Regions from separate parts of the Gasterosteus aculeatus genome. Here region 1 is linked to region 2. Evidence: chromatin contacts called from public Hi-C data. All regions are on one chromosome and are shown on one strand. The core of a region is the stretch at or near the end of the contact, and the rest is flanking DNA. Distances in the headings are between cores, read along the strand shown.

Region 1 (6,503 bases), core at 3,671-6,170, 76 kb before region 2:
TTGGAACAGGTGGGCGCAGGCACGGGGATCCTCGCATTACAGCACTACCGCACGTAGAGTGTGCAACCTTTTGCCTGATGGTTTGTATGTCACTCAACAACACCTTCATTCTCCCACTTATGTACACACACACACACACACACACACACACACTGCAGTGTTTTATAAGAGGTCAGTTTCAATGGGAACCCCCCCCACCCCCCGCCAACATCATACTTTCCATCAAGGCTAGTGGGTAGAAAATGGACACATAAAAAGATAAAAAGGATTCTGTATATTTAACTAAATTACATAAGAGCTTAAATGGATTTGCGATGAAACCCCTGAGCTCAAGAAAACACATCTGCGGAATCCATCATGGTTTTCTGCTGCGCTCGCAGACATCTCAGTCGCTTACCCCGTGATTTATAAACGTTTATCTCACCACAGCGGTCAAAGCAAAAGAAAGGGAAAAGGGGAACAAATTAACAGAAAGGTATTTAGCTTTACTAAGGGAGCTCCTTTTGAAGACCGCAGTATTCATAAAGCCGCAGGGCATAATTATGTTTTTATAGCTGTATAAAACCATAATGCTGCCTTGTAATTTCATGGTTACTAACGTAGCAATTTGGAGACCCCAGTTTTTCTTTGGGTTTGTTTGTTTGCGTTTTCTGTGAAAGAAGTTATGCATGTTTTTCAAATCTGAGCTCTAATTTTCACAAGATGTCAGATCCGTGTAGACTTTGGGTACGAAGTACTTATTGAATGTGGAGAGACAGGCAGGCAGTGAATGTTGGCAGCAGGTTTGTTTGCCGTACGCCTCAAACCGCTGGTCATAGATGGCAGGTGGGCTGTATCTAAACAAAGCAAACCCAAATCAGAGTAGTGGGCTCGAGTCACTCCTCAAAAATATTCCCTACATTTGAGTTGATAAACTAATTTTAAAATTTAGCAAGCTTTAACATTGGCAAAACCTTTAAATGATGGAGAAAATGCCGCCACGCCTTCCGACTGAAAAAATAGGCCAAACTAAAATGAAGAAAAGCGTGGTGGAACTAGCCACTTGCTGGCTTTTTGGCCAGTTTACTAATTCCACCACGCTTTCATGCAACATTGGTTTCACAACAGTGATGTCTTTTATCATGACAATAACAATGTATTTTCCTACTCTGTGACAGCAGTGCATTATGTGGGTAGATTTGTTTAGCAGCTGGCTAGTTGGCTAGCTGCACTGCTAATTGCAACACGCTGACAGCAGTCTGCTGGTGGGCTCAAATCACAGGTCAGAGACTACTGGAAAATGACCACACATAGTAAACTAAATATCTTTGGCTTATAGATTGTTTAAAGGCATCGTCTTAGAATCTGTGAAGCTGTTTACTCTATATTCAGATTGTCTTATAGACTAAACAGACTAAACAGTGGTTGTAGTATATCAGGTGCTACATGATTAAAGTCTATCTGTTTATAGTAAACTTAAACATGTTCAACCTTTTGTGAAATCTGTAACCTATGGGCAAGAGGAGGGCGTATGCCGTGTGGCAGTGGATTTAAACAGGTGCAGCTAGACATACCTGTATATTACTATTTAAGTATACTACTTACTAAGTGTGAAGGATAAACATTGTTGGATCCAGATATCTGTCATTTTGGTAGCAACTCTCACTCCGTCATTTGTTATATTTATTTCTTACCGTATACTTACCAGAATCGGGGGGACATCTGTGGGCCAGGGGATTCAGTTTTTGGTTTGTCATTCTGTTGGATCCAAAGTCTTAGGAGCACCTGGAGGGAATATCTTAAAATTTAGCCCAAAGTTTCACCTCGACTCGAGGATAGATTGATTTAAGTGGTTAAAGGTCAAAGGTCACAGTTACTCCACGACTGCCTGGTCGCTTCTTGTGAATCTGATTCCTCTCAACCTAATTTCTTCATATTTGGCACAAATGTCCACTTGGACTAAAGGTTGAACTGATTTGTTGGTCAAAGGTCACTGTGACCGTATAAACACATTACTTGGACACAACATCCTATTGTGTGGATAATTCCACACAATAGGATAGAAGGATATGGTGATGTTGGCAGAGGCACACATGTGGTGATTCTAGGTAAATACCCAAATCCTTTTCTATGAACGCCTTTAGTTGTAGGTTATGTATGAATTAGGTTTTTAAACTGATGCCGTTATCCATGCCATCACAAGGTTTCTTTTTGGTGTTTCCAAGCGTTTACAGCCAAACAATTAGTAATGTAAGTGAAAAGGGGAGGGAGGACCCCATTGTTTCAAGGTAACACAAGGTAACAGCTGAAAAGAGAACTTTTTAGGAGGGAAGCTGTGGTGGAAAAAAGTCCTCTCATCGAAATATAAAACAGGAATTCATGTAGAGTATCTGTCTTTCTGATCTCTATAACAATAAATAAGGTTCGAGCAAGAGACAGTGACCGAGATAAAGATACATTTCCCTCCTGGCAGGTGTCCTTAAACACACCCTGTTATGGCTGTAGATTCCTGACCTCACGTCCACAATGTTGCAATCTGCCTCATGAGTTCATAACTGAAGACTTACTTGCACAATTTTACGTCTGTAAAAGTCGGCCATGGACTGGAAGACTAGATTCCATAGGGAACAGAAAGAAATAAGCCTTAATCACGAGGCAATACGTTTATAATGTGCTTTGTTTCGTTCACAGCAGGAATATCACACCACCATCGTGGGGGCCGAGACAGACGTCAGAGCCATGGGAGACAAATGCAAAAGTTTTAACCTGGTAGCCTGAGGGCGAACATAAACAATTTTCTTTAAGTGCAGCTGAGTTGTTGTAAGGACTTACACTGACTGCAGGGAGAGTTTCTTTGGGGGGTGGAAGACAGGGAGGGAGAAGGGTCAGCGAGCTTTAATCCGCCGGCTGTCTACCATTACATATTAAATCTGTGGATGTGTGATAGGACCAGATTCTGTTTTGCTGTCAGATATGCATAGTCTGAGATGAGCAGTGTTTTTGTGACCATAGATATTAACGTGCATCATATGGTCGTGATGCATGCAGTACGTGCAAACAATAGAACTGCAAAGACAAGGCGATTAATCAATTTGCTACACAACTAAATCAACGCTTTTGATGATCGATTAAAGGGCTGCAGCTGATAGTTGTCAAGTAAATCAATGATTGCCCTGAGTCATTGCAGGACACCCTGTGGCCTGCAAATTGTGGCTGCAATTTAAAAAAAAAATCTTTAGACCAAACAATTGATAAATTAATCAACAAAACAATCAACAAATTAAAGGAGAGTACACATTGTTGGACGCAGCCCTCTACAGTTTTGTAGAGGGCTGCAAAGTGTAGATGATTGGTCAAAATGTCCTGTGGCCCTGCCGGCTCAAGGCTGATTTTTCACATTTCTAGTACCTGCCCATGGCCATTAAGAGGCGCCACCTCACTGGATGTTGACCCGGGCTGTGATCTAAAGCTTCACCACCTGATGAGACCAGGATTTAAAACAAGATGAACAAATCAAATCCTGCATTCATATTCAAACCTAAGCTACGCTTTAAATGGAAAATCAAATTCTAATAGTTTTACTTTGTACAGTTTCTGCACATCTAGTGCACGTTGGGGTGTTTTCCTTGGCAGTTTCATGCAAGTCTTTATCAGGCTCCCTGCTGGGCAGCCACCAGCAGAAAGTGTTAAAGCAGCTGTGGGACAAGAGGTCGTAAATCTTCCCCCGCTCACAATAATGTTTGCTTGCTGGCCGAGTGACGCCACTTCAAAGAGAAAAACCTGTCTTCAAATGAACTTGTTGCCTCCACTGATTCTGGTTTGGCTCGGCCAGCTGTTTCAACTGTGTGCGTGTGTGTGTGTGTGTGTGTGTGTGTGTGTGTGTTGAGACTGACAGCAGCGGGCCACCAACTAGGAGCATTGACTGACAGTTTGGATGAAGCTGTGTGTGTGTGTGTGTGTGTGTGTATCATTCAGTGTGTCGCTTTTAAAGGACCACACCAGTGGTTTTGCTGATTGTGATTAGCTGATTGTGCTCCATTTGCTTACAATCCTCATCTTTTATGTTTCTGATAACCTTTCAAGCTTGTGGGGTTTTCGATTTTTCAAATTTTGATGTATCCAGCAAACCAACATTTCCTTTCATGTCCTTTACGGTAGGAAAATCGGTGAGTTGGTTCATCCGTTTATTCAAACACTCTGGGAAAAAAGAAACATACCATCTTCAGACAGACGCCAAAAATGATAACGTGCAATATAACTTGTTGGTGACATTTTATAGAAGGACTACTCAATAAATTGCGATAACGAGCCGCAGACTTATAGATAAGAAAAATAATCTTTATGGGGAGAGTTTATCCTGAATCTTCTCAAGAAAATAATGTGGGAAACAAGCTTCTCAGAAGATCACAACTTTGCCAAAAGATACAGTTCCAGAATAAAAATGAATCCCTTTGGGTTTATCGAGCCGTGCAAGAATTTGGCACTTTCCCTTTTCAAAATGCTTGATGTTGTTGATTTTTTGGAATAGGACAGTCTGCATTCTTTTAAGAAACCAATACGTCTGTGAAATACGGAGAAAAGAGAGAAAAAAAAAACCCCAGACGTTAGAATGAAATAAAAGCCTCCGAAGTTTGTATTTATTAGCATTTATCTCTTTAGTTATCTGACTGTTACCCCATTAAGAGCAGCGTGACTCCGACCCCTCTCTTCACCTGGCTGTGTGCGAACTTTGACCTCTCTATTTTACCATTGGTCTTGCACCCCCCTCACCTTCTTTGTCTCACTCCTCCCATCTCTTGTGTTGGTTTGTCTTTTCCGTGTCAGAGACTAAGCAAACAGAGTCGTGTGTGTGTGTGTGTGTGTGTGTGTGTGTGTGTGTGTGTGTGTGAGCGGCCTCATAACTCCACGTTCCCGAGAGACCGGGGCGCTCTCAGACAAGCACAGCTGCGTCTTCATTTGTTGGCTATGTTTCAGCATTCTCCAGATATCTCCGAGAGGCTCCCTGGGCTTTTTCTGTGTGCCGGTTTGACCTCAAGCCTCGGGGAAAAGGCCGTGGAGGGAAAGCAAAAGGGGACACGTCTTTCAGGTGCATTCCCAAAGCCGATGGACACAGAAGAAAAAGCTTTAGATATACGGCCTAGGCTGGGGCGATGTGATCAACACATACAGATGCACAATAGGTTAGAAATGTGCTGAATGACATCACTCACAAATCATATGTTTATTATTGATTGATTTCCAGGACCTGAGTCACGTCTTTAAAATATATTAATTACCCAAAAGATTTCAGAGAGCGATAAATAATGGTGAGCTAAGAAAACCATCACAGTAACCCAAACAAAAAAGTAACAATTGCCTCATCATTTCGGCCGATATACTTCATAAAGAAAATGCTGCGTGAACGTAGAATTTTCTCCTGGCGAACAGAAGCATCAACCAATGACATTGTGGGAATGGATACATCCAACACGTACGCCATAGTGTTCCACTCTGTCCTAACCAAGAAGCAATCCTTTTAGACACTAACAAAACTGAGAAACAGATCCTCGCTGTTTTTACCTTCCACAATAAAAGCCCAGGGCCTATAGACGATTTTGCTCGGGTTGACAGAGCATTTTGCAAAAAAGAAAGTCAATCAAATAAGTTAGAATGGCTCAGGCTAGACAATTGATTATCGCCGACACTGCACTAGGATCTTGGTTGTTGGGCTGCTGAATGGTTTTAGTTTTCGTGACATGCTGCATATCTGTCACGCTCCAGCTGTCTAAAGGCCTCAAAGATGATCAAATTGTTTTCTGAATACTTTACACTGTTGGTTAGTTTTTCATCAAGATCTGCTCATAAAAGTATTTTGTGTAAGACAATATCAAATAATCACAGCGCCACAACATTATTCATTTCTATGAAAAGCTTTTGTTAAACTCCGAACACCCTGAATTTTGAGCTGAAGCCTACAAAGCGCTAAAATAAGTCTAGAAGCATTTTTCATTTAACCCTTAACCTGCCATGTGCTGCAAGTGAATGGTGGGTTTGTGGTTCAGAGTTCTGGTTTCTCAGAGCCGGCTATTGACCATCCCGTACACAGCGTAATATGACAACCCAACCGTCTAATTGGCTCAGAACGAACATCTGACAACCTTAAAAAGCTAAATAGGCTGGAATGTGAACAGATGAAGGCTGTGTTGCTTTCTTGTAGGAGCCCTTTTCAGTGCATAAAGTGATAAAGCAGCAATAAGAGGGAAGTTCAATGGACACTATATCAGATGGTAAAGCACTGATCAAACCGTCTCACACGTGCTCATGCGTTTAACAGATATTCGCTAGCAAGGACCAAGCACACCAACTGAACTGTTTGAAAATTTTATTTGCTAGACGTGAGCGGTAGGATTTGTAAGTTCTGATCAAACGCCGCGAATCAGGATGCTCCGGATGTCATCTTCCGTTGTAAATACTGAAAATTAGCTGGCATTCCGGTGCATCTAGCTCCAACTCCAAAGGCATAATTTAGTCAGGGGACGTAAATA
Region 2 (6,126 bases), core at 2,680-5,179:
CTGGAAGAAGTGTAATACGTTTACATAAAAGAGTATTGTATTTGTAGTACGGTCGCTCCACTGCCTATTTAAATAGGTACTTTACACGTTGTGCAGCTACTTCAGGATCCTGCTCACAGAAATATCCATCTTCACTCCGCTTATCCTGCACACCGGGTCGCAGGGGGGGGCTGGAGTCCATCCCAGCCAACTCCAGGTGATAGACAGGGTCGCCCTGGATTGGTCGCCAGCCAATCGCAGGGCCACACAGAGAAACACAACCATTCACACTCCTACGGGCAATTTAGAGTCACCAATCAACCTCACAGAAATATAATCGATGATATTATTAGTGTTCACAATGTTGTTTGTATTAAAAAGCACATGAACGAGGGTCGAGGGTCACCTGACTCGTAATATTCAAACATGCCTAGAACACACGTCGCAACCGGACGTCCCGTCTGGCCTCCGGCGGCTCGTAGATAACGTTTAATAACTATGAAATAACTATTTTGTTAAAGAAAGAACACACACAAAAGGAAACAAGATATCAACAAGCCAAAGATCGCAATCTAGTTCCTCGTTATTAACATACGTACATAAAAGGGAAAAAACAACTTTTCTCTGAGCCAAGCTGACAAAACAGATCTCTGCTGTTACATAATCGCGTGCCTGGATCTCTAGTGTCCTTTCCCCTCTTTGTGCTTCCACAGAGCAGTCACAGGAGGACAAGGGGCGGCCCTATTGCTGCCGGCACTAAATACATTAAAAAGTCACAGTATATGTTATGTTGACCGTAGAATAGCGTGTTAAACTAATGTAAGAAAAGTCATAATATAGTTTTTCACATGTTGGTATGAGAAAGTCTTCTAAAAAGGCAGAAAGAACTCCTGTTGTTAAAAACAGTCATTAAAAATGACGATGTCGATTTTGCAGCTTTTCCCTGTAACAAAGCATGTAGGAGTCTAATTTTTTATCATAGGTACTCAACTGTGGGTGATGAATCCAGAAAATCACACTGTATGATTTTAAACAATTACGTTGCAGTTTATTGCATGACATAAGTATTTGATCACCTACCAACCTGTAAGAATTCCGTCTCTCACAGACCTGTTAGTTTGTCTTTAGGAAGCCCTCCTGTTCTCCACTCATCACCTTTGTTAACTGCACCGATTTGAACGTGTTACCTGTATAAAAGACACCTGTCAATCTCCCTCGGTGTGGGGCTCCATGCAAGATCTCACCTCGTGGGGCATCAATGATCCAGAGGAAGGTGAGGGATGGTCGTCAAATGGGAGCTGGGACCACAGTCTCAAAGAAAACCATCAGTAACACACTACGCCGTCATGGATTAAAATCCTGCAGCGCACACAAGGTCCCCCTGCTCAAGGCAGCGCATCTCCAGGCCCGTCTGAAGTTCGCCAATGGATGGATGGCATCTGGATGATCCAGAGGAGGTATGGGAGAAGGTCATGTGGTCTGATGAGAGGAAAGTAGAGCTTTTTGGTTTAACCTCCACTCGCCCTGTTTGGAGGAAGAAGGATGAATACAAGCCCAAGAACACCGTCCCAACCATGAAGCAAGGAGGTGGAAACATCATTCTTTGGGGATGCTTTTCTGCAGAGGGGACAGGCCGACTGCACCGTATTGAGGGGAGGATGGATGGGACTGTGTATCCTGAGATCTTGGCCAACAACCTCCGTCCCTCAGTAAGAGCGTTGAAGATGGGTCTTCCAGCATGACGACGACCCAAAACACACAGCCAGGGCAACTAAGAAGTGGCTCCGTAAGAAGCATCTCAAGGTCCTGGAGTGGCCGAGCCCGTCTCCAGACCCGAACCCAATAGAACATCTTTGGAGGGAGCTGAAAGTCCCGAAACCTGACGGATTTGGAGAAGGTCTGTATGGAGGAAGGGGCCCAAATCCCTGCTGCACTGTGTGCAAACCTGGTCAAGAACAACAGGAAACGTATAATGCCTGTAATTGCAAACAAAGGTTTCTGTACTAAATATTAAGTTTGTCTTTTCTGATGTATCAAATACTTATGTCATGCAATATATATTTTTTAAATCATATGTGACTTTCAGATTTGTTGTTTGATTCCCACTCACAGTTGAAGAGTACCTGTGATTAAAAATGACTCCTACATTGAAGTTTGTGTGTATAATTTATAAGCAATTGTCAACTCAAATAATAAAAGTTCTATTTAATTACAAATCCATAATCTGAAAATGTATAAATGTTCTCCCCTTATTAGAATTAAACTAGGGGTTGAGTTTAGGAATAAATGAGCTTTTGTCTTTTAGCTTTGAACTGAGTTCATGCAGGTGAACTGAAGGTGTCTTGAATTAAGACAGAATGAATGATTGTAGATTTATCTTTGTCACGTTACAATAAATCTCAATTATCAATCACCAATAATAACATCTGGACCGCTGCAGTGAAGTAAATGGTATGTTGACGTGTCAATCACAAGGTTCACGGTTTTATTACCGGAGGCGCTGCCTCCTGCTGGCGGTTAGAGAGATGACACTTTTTTACTTTTTAAAACGTTACCCCTCGCGCTCAGGAGCAGGTGTCAGCCAGTTTGAATCTATTCTCCTTCAATTAGTTAAAAAAACCTGCATCCACCCATCAGTCGAGGTACTTGAGAGCAAATCATATAACACACAAAGACTGAAGGGAGTGTGTCCTTATCGCAGTATGAGGACCGTTTCCACACGTGGGGGGAGAAGCGAGTGTTTGCTCAGTTCACTGAAGCGTCGTGACCCCTCATACTCGGGCGGCCTGGAAGTGCCCCGGGGGGTGGGGGGTGGGCATTGAGAGTCTTCGCTCCGCCTGTTCGCGCTCTCCTACTCCACTGACGTCTTTCGTTGACCTCTCGCTCAGATGTTTTCCTCTCCCACACCCACCCTGGAGCAGCTGTCCCACCTACTGGTCAGATTTCATATGAAGGTGTCCTTAGAAATGAAGTTCATCGCTTTCATTCTCCATGTTTCCTAAAGATTTAGCATTTACAATCGGCATGCTTGGTAAAAAGAGCATTTAACTTCAGGGAACATTACATCTAACCAGTCAATGGCTTTGAATAAGTCTCTCATCCGTGTGTCTCACTGTGGCCGACTATAAGAAACCAAAGCTGCACACAGATTTCATTTGGTGCTGAAAAGTTCCAATTGGCCAAAAATAACCAATGGCCTCTTAACGTGTTCTTAATGGCCTGCCACCTGCAGGAGCCAAGATCAATGTTTTCGTTGGCTTGTGGTCAGAAGTGGGAGCTCACAGCCTCTCAAAGTGCAATTACATATTTCAGTCCAGCTTTCATCCCTTAGTGCATTCAGACTCACAGTGTGTGAAACAAAATATGCTCATCATATACACTCAAGTTAGTCACAGGTTTTAGTATCTCTCACTTGTGCAAGGACGCGCACGCACACGCACACAGTACCCACTAGTGGCGTGAACGGTAACGGAGGTCAGGTGTGTGTCGAAATAAAAAGCCCCACACACACACGTATTAAGAATAGACCGTTTAATTATCAAAATTGTAACTCGTACAATTCCCTGAAGAAAGTGACTGATACAAACTGTTAAGACAGCGTAACAAAATCATTTCCCCCGTGTTTTAAATCATCTGTTCAAAGATTCAATTATCGTGGCTGCATTTGTGTGTAAGCAGAAGAATACGGACCAAAAACTCAGCAACTCGGAGAAGACGCCAGAAAAAAAGAAACAATTACCAAATGTAAAATAATGTCCATGTGGACAAAAAGAAGGGACGAGGCCACAATGTGAAAAGTAGTTGATCCCTCACCAGACACTGATTTTGTTCTAATAGTTACCACAGTGGTCGTAATGTTGAGAGAAGGACGAGCTGACAGCCCCCAGAGAGACAGAGAGAGATCAGAAGTCCTCCTCAGCATTGAGGCTCCTGCAGGTCTTGTGGTGCTGGAGACGCTCGACGCACTCCTCCACGGTGCGCTCGCCGTGGACTTTGTTGTCGCGGGTGCGTACGTTCACAGTGTTGCTGGTCTTCTCCTTCTCTCCAACCACTATATACCAGCAGAGAAACAAAAAGAAAAAACATGATCAGTATGGAGATGGACAGCGAGGCGGAGACACGACAGGAAGCGAAAGAAGAGAGGAAGAGAGATGGAGTAAGTAAGAGAAGGGAGGAAGTGGGAGAAGAGAGCGTGTCCACTGACCCAGGATGAAGTTGTACTGCGCCAACTGTGCATTTCTGATCTTCTTGTTCAGAGTGCAGCCGGGGTCCAGATCCACATCGCTCATGAAGCCCTTGTTGTGGAACTCCTGTTTGACCTGACACATCGAAACGGTTACGTTCATGCCTCCATTCTAGAAGTTCATGTCAATCTTTTTGCATTAATCCATTTGCAAAACGGTAAAGTACCTGCCAGGTAACATCATATGTAGTCAGTGTATGGGACAAAAAGTGTGTTTCAAATTTGTCGAGAAGGCTTTTATTCTGAAATATCTGCAGGCTAGTGTTGAATGCAGCTTTTACCGGCTTTTAACTGAGGACCGTTCATATTATAATTCCTTCCTGCCTCAAACAAATATAAATGACATTCATAATAAAGCAGTCGCAAAGGTTGTAAACCAACAGATTAGCCAAATGTTTTCCAAGCGGAAACAAACAGGAACCCAAATAAACAAAACGGTGTCTAGAAATACACCCGTAGCGGGATTAGCACGTGCATGCTCGTAGCTCCGCCCCTCAGAGCTCCTCCACCACTGGGCCGAGTGCTACGCTATCGAAAGACATCCAACTGATGAACTTCACATTTCATCGGAGGTGGAATCTAGTCTTAGATCAGCGGTTTACCTTCTGAGCGTATTCTTCACAGGTCGGCCCCACGGGAACAACCATCACCTGACGAGGAGAGAGCCACAGCGGCCTGCAACACAACACGTGGTGGCGCTTAGCGGGCCTGAGCAGCCATGTACAGCCACACGGGTTCAAACGCGTCTGATGTGCAGATCGTTAACAGTAAGCAGACCACAGCGTCCTGAGAGATTAGGTTTACGAACCATTTGCCTCCGTAGTTCTCTGTCAGAATGGCGATCATCCTCTCGACCGATCCCAGGATGGCTCTGTGGATGATCACCGGCCGCTTCTTGTCCTCCCCGTCTTGGCTACAAAAGTCATCACAATGAACATTTCCGTTTAGGAAATCCACAAAAGAAGAACTCTAAAACGGGATCATCAGAGATCGTCTGGGCAACATGTTGGTACTCTCTCTAGATTATGACAGAAACATCATATATAACTTGAACATAAATGCACATCATATTGTTCCATTCGAGCTTATCCTGTTCTTTGCTTTCACATCAACCCTTAATGTTCGGGAAAGTGCATTTGCAGCCTCAAAAATAATAATTTCCTTCTCTCTCAGCTTCCTCCATCATGTAAATACGACTCGATGTGCTTCAACGTTACGTGTCATCATTCACCCATTCATATGCTGATGGGAGGGGCCACCTGCCCATCAGCAACCAGCACTAATAGCATTCACACGCCGTGGTCACAGCTACGGGGGCATCACGTGGTCAAGTGTCTTGCCCAAGGACACTCCGGCGGAGCCGGGGGCCGAACCGCCGATCCCCTGATGAACGCGGCGGCAGAGTTACCTGACGAAGGAGAGGTTGAAGCGGATCGGGAGCTGGAAGTCCAGCTGGATGGTGGCACACTGGTGGTAGCGGCCGATGGCGTCCTTGATCTGGATGTCGATCTGGGGAGGAACGACAGAACTGTGAGCGGCGGCGGTGGCGCCATCGGGCCTTTTCATGGCTTCAAGCAACAGCGTCAGCGCGTCTCACCTTCGGCCCGTAGAACGCGCCGTCGCCGGGGTTCAGCACCCATTTCTCCCCGAAGTCATTCAAGCTGTTCTCCAGTTGCTGTGGGAAAAGGACGCAGGCAGTGAGTGGCGTGTTGCTCGCTGGGTGTCCACACCCGCGTGTGTGAGACACACGCCTTGTCCCGCCACCGCCGGGCTGGGGGATGTCGCCTCGGTGGGACTTCATGGTTGATTGAGGGAGTTAACGAGGAGTTCTCCTCACGTTGGCGACACTTCATTTCCAGTGTAAATAATCCTCCACTTATTCGTGTGCAAAGATTAATTAGAAC

Evidence for each region. A called contact is a pair of places that touch in the nucleus more often than the background predicts.
Region 1: a contact with region 2 is called in a Hi-C map of skeletal muscle, with 9 times the contacts expected there. The contact joins two enhancer-like sites. A contact is called at or near these places in 5 of 6 Hi-C or Micro-C datasets (liver, skeletal muscle, tail fin and 1 more).

What each region holds. Positions count from the first base shown.
Region 1 is chr13:4,232,063-4,238,565 of fGasAcu3.hap1.1, reverse strand. No RefSeq gene overlaps it. Among protein-coding and RNA genes, the nearest start is that of LOC120830246, 10 kb to the left of the region's middle. Within about 2 kb of position 4,920, at least 1 of the 9 cell types and tissues checked has open chromatin away from gene starts, as enhancers often do.
Region 2 is chr13:4,155,799-4,161,924 of fGasAcu3.hap1.1, reverse strand. It overlaps tars1 (threonyl-tRNA synthetase 1), which reads right to left. Exons shown (of 19, transcript XM_040195987.2): 14 at 5,820-5,897; 15 at 5,631-5,731; 16 at 5,031-5,135; 17 at 4,825-4,897; 18 at 4,184-4,298; 19 at 3,496-4,030. The coding sequence ends at 3,882. Among protein-coding and RNA genes, the nearest start is that of tars1, 15 kb to the right of the region's middle. Within about 2 kb of position 3,929, at least 1 of the 9 cell types and tissues checked has open chromatin away from gene starts, as enhancers often do.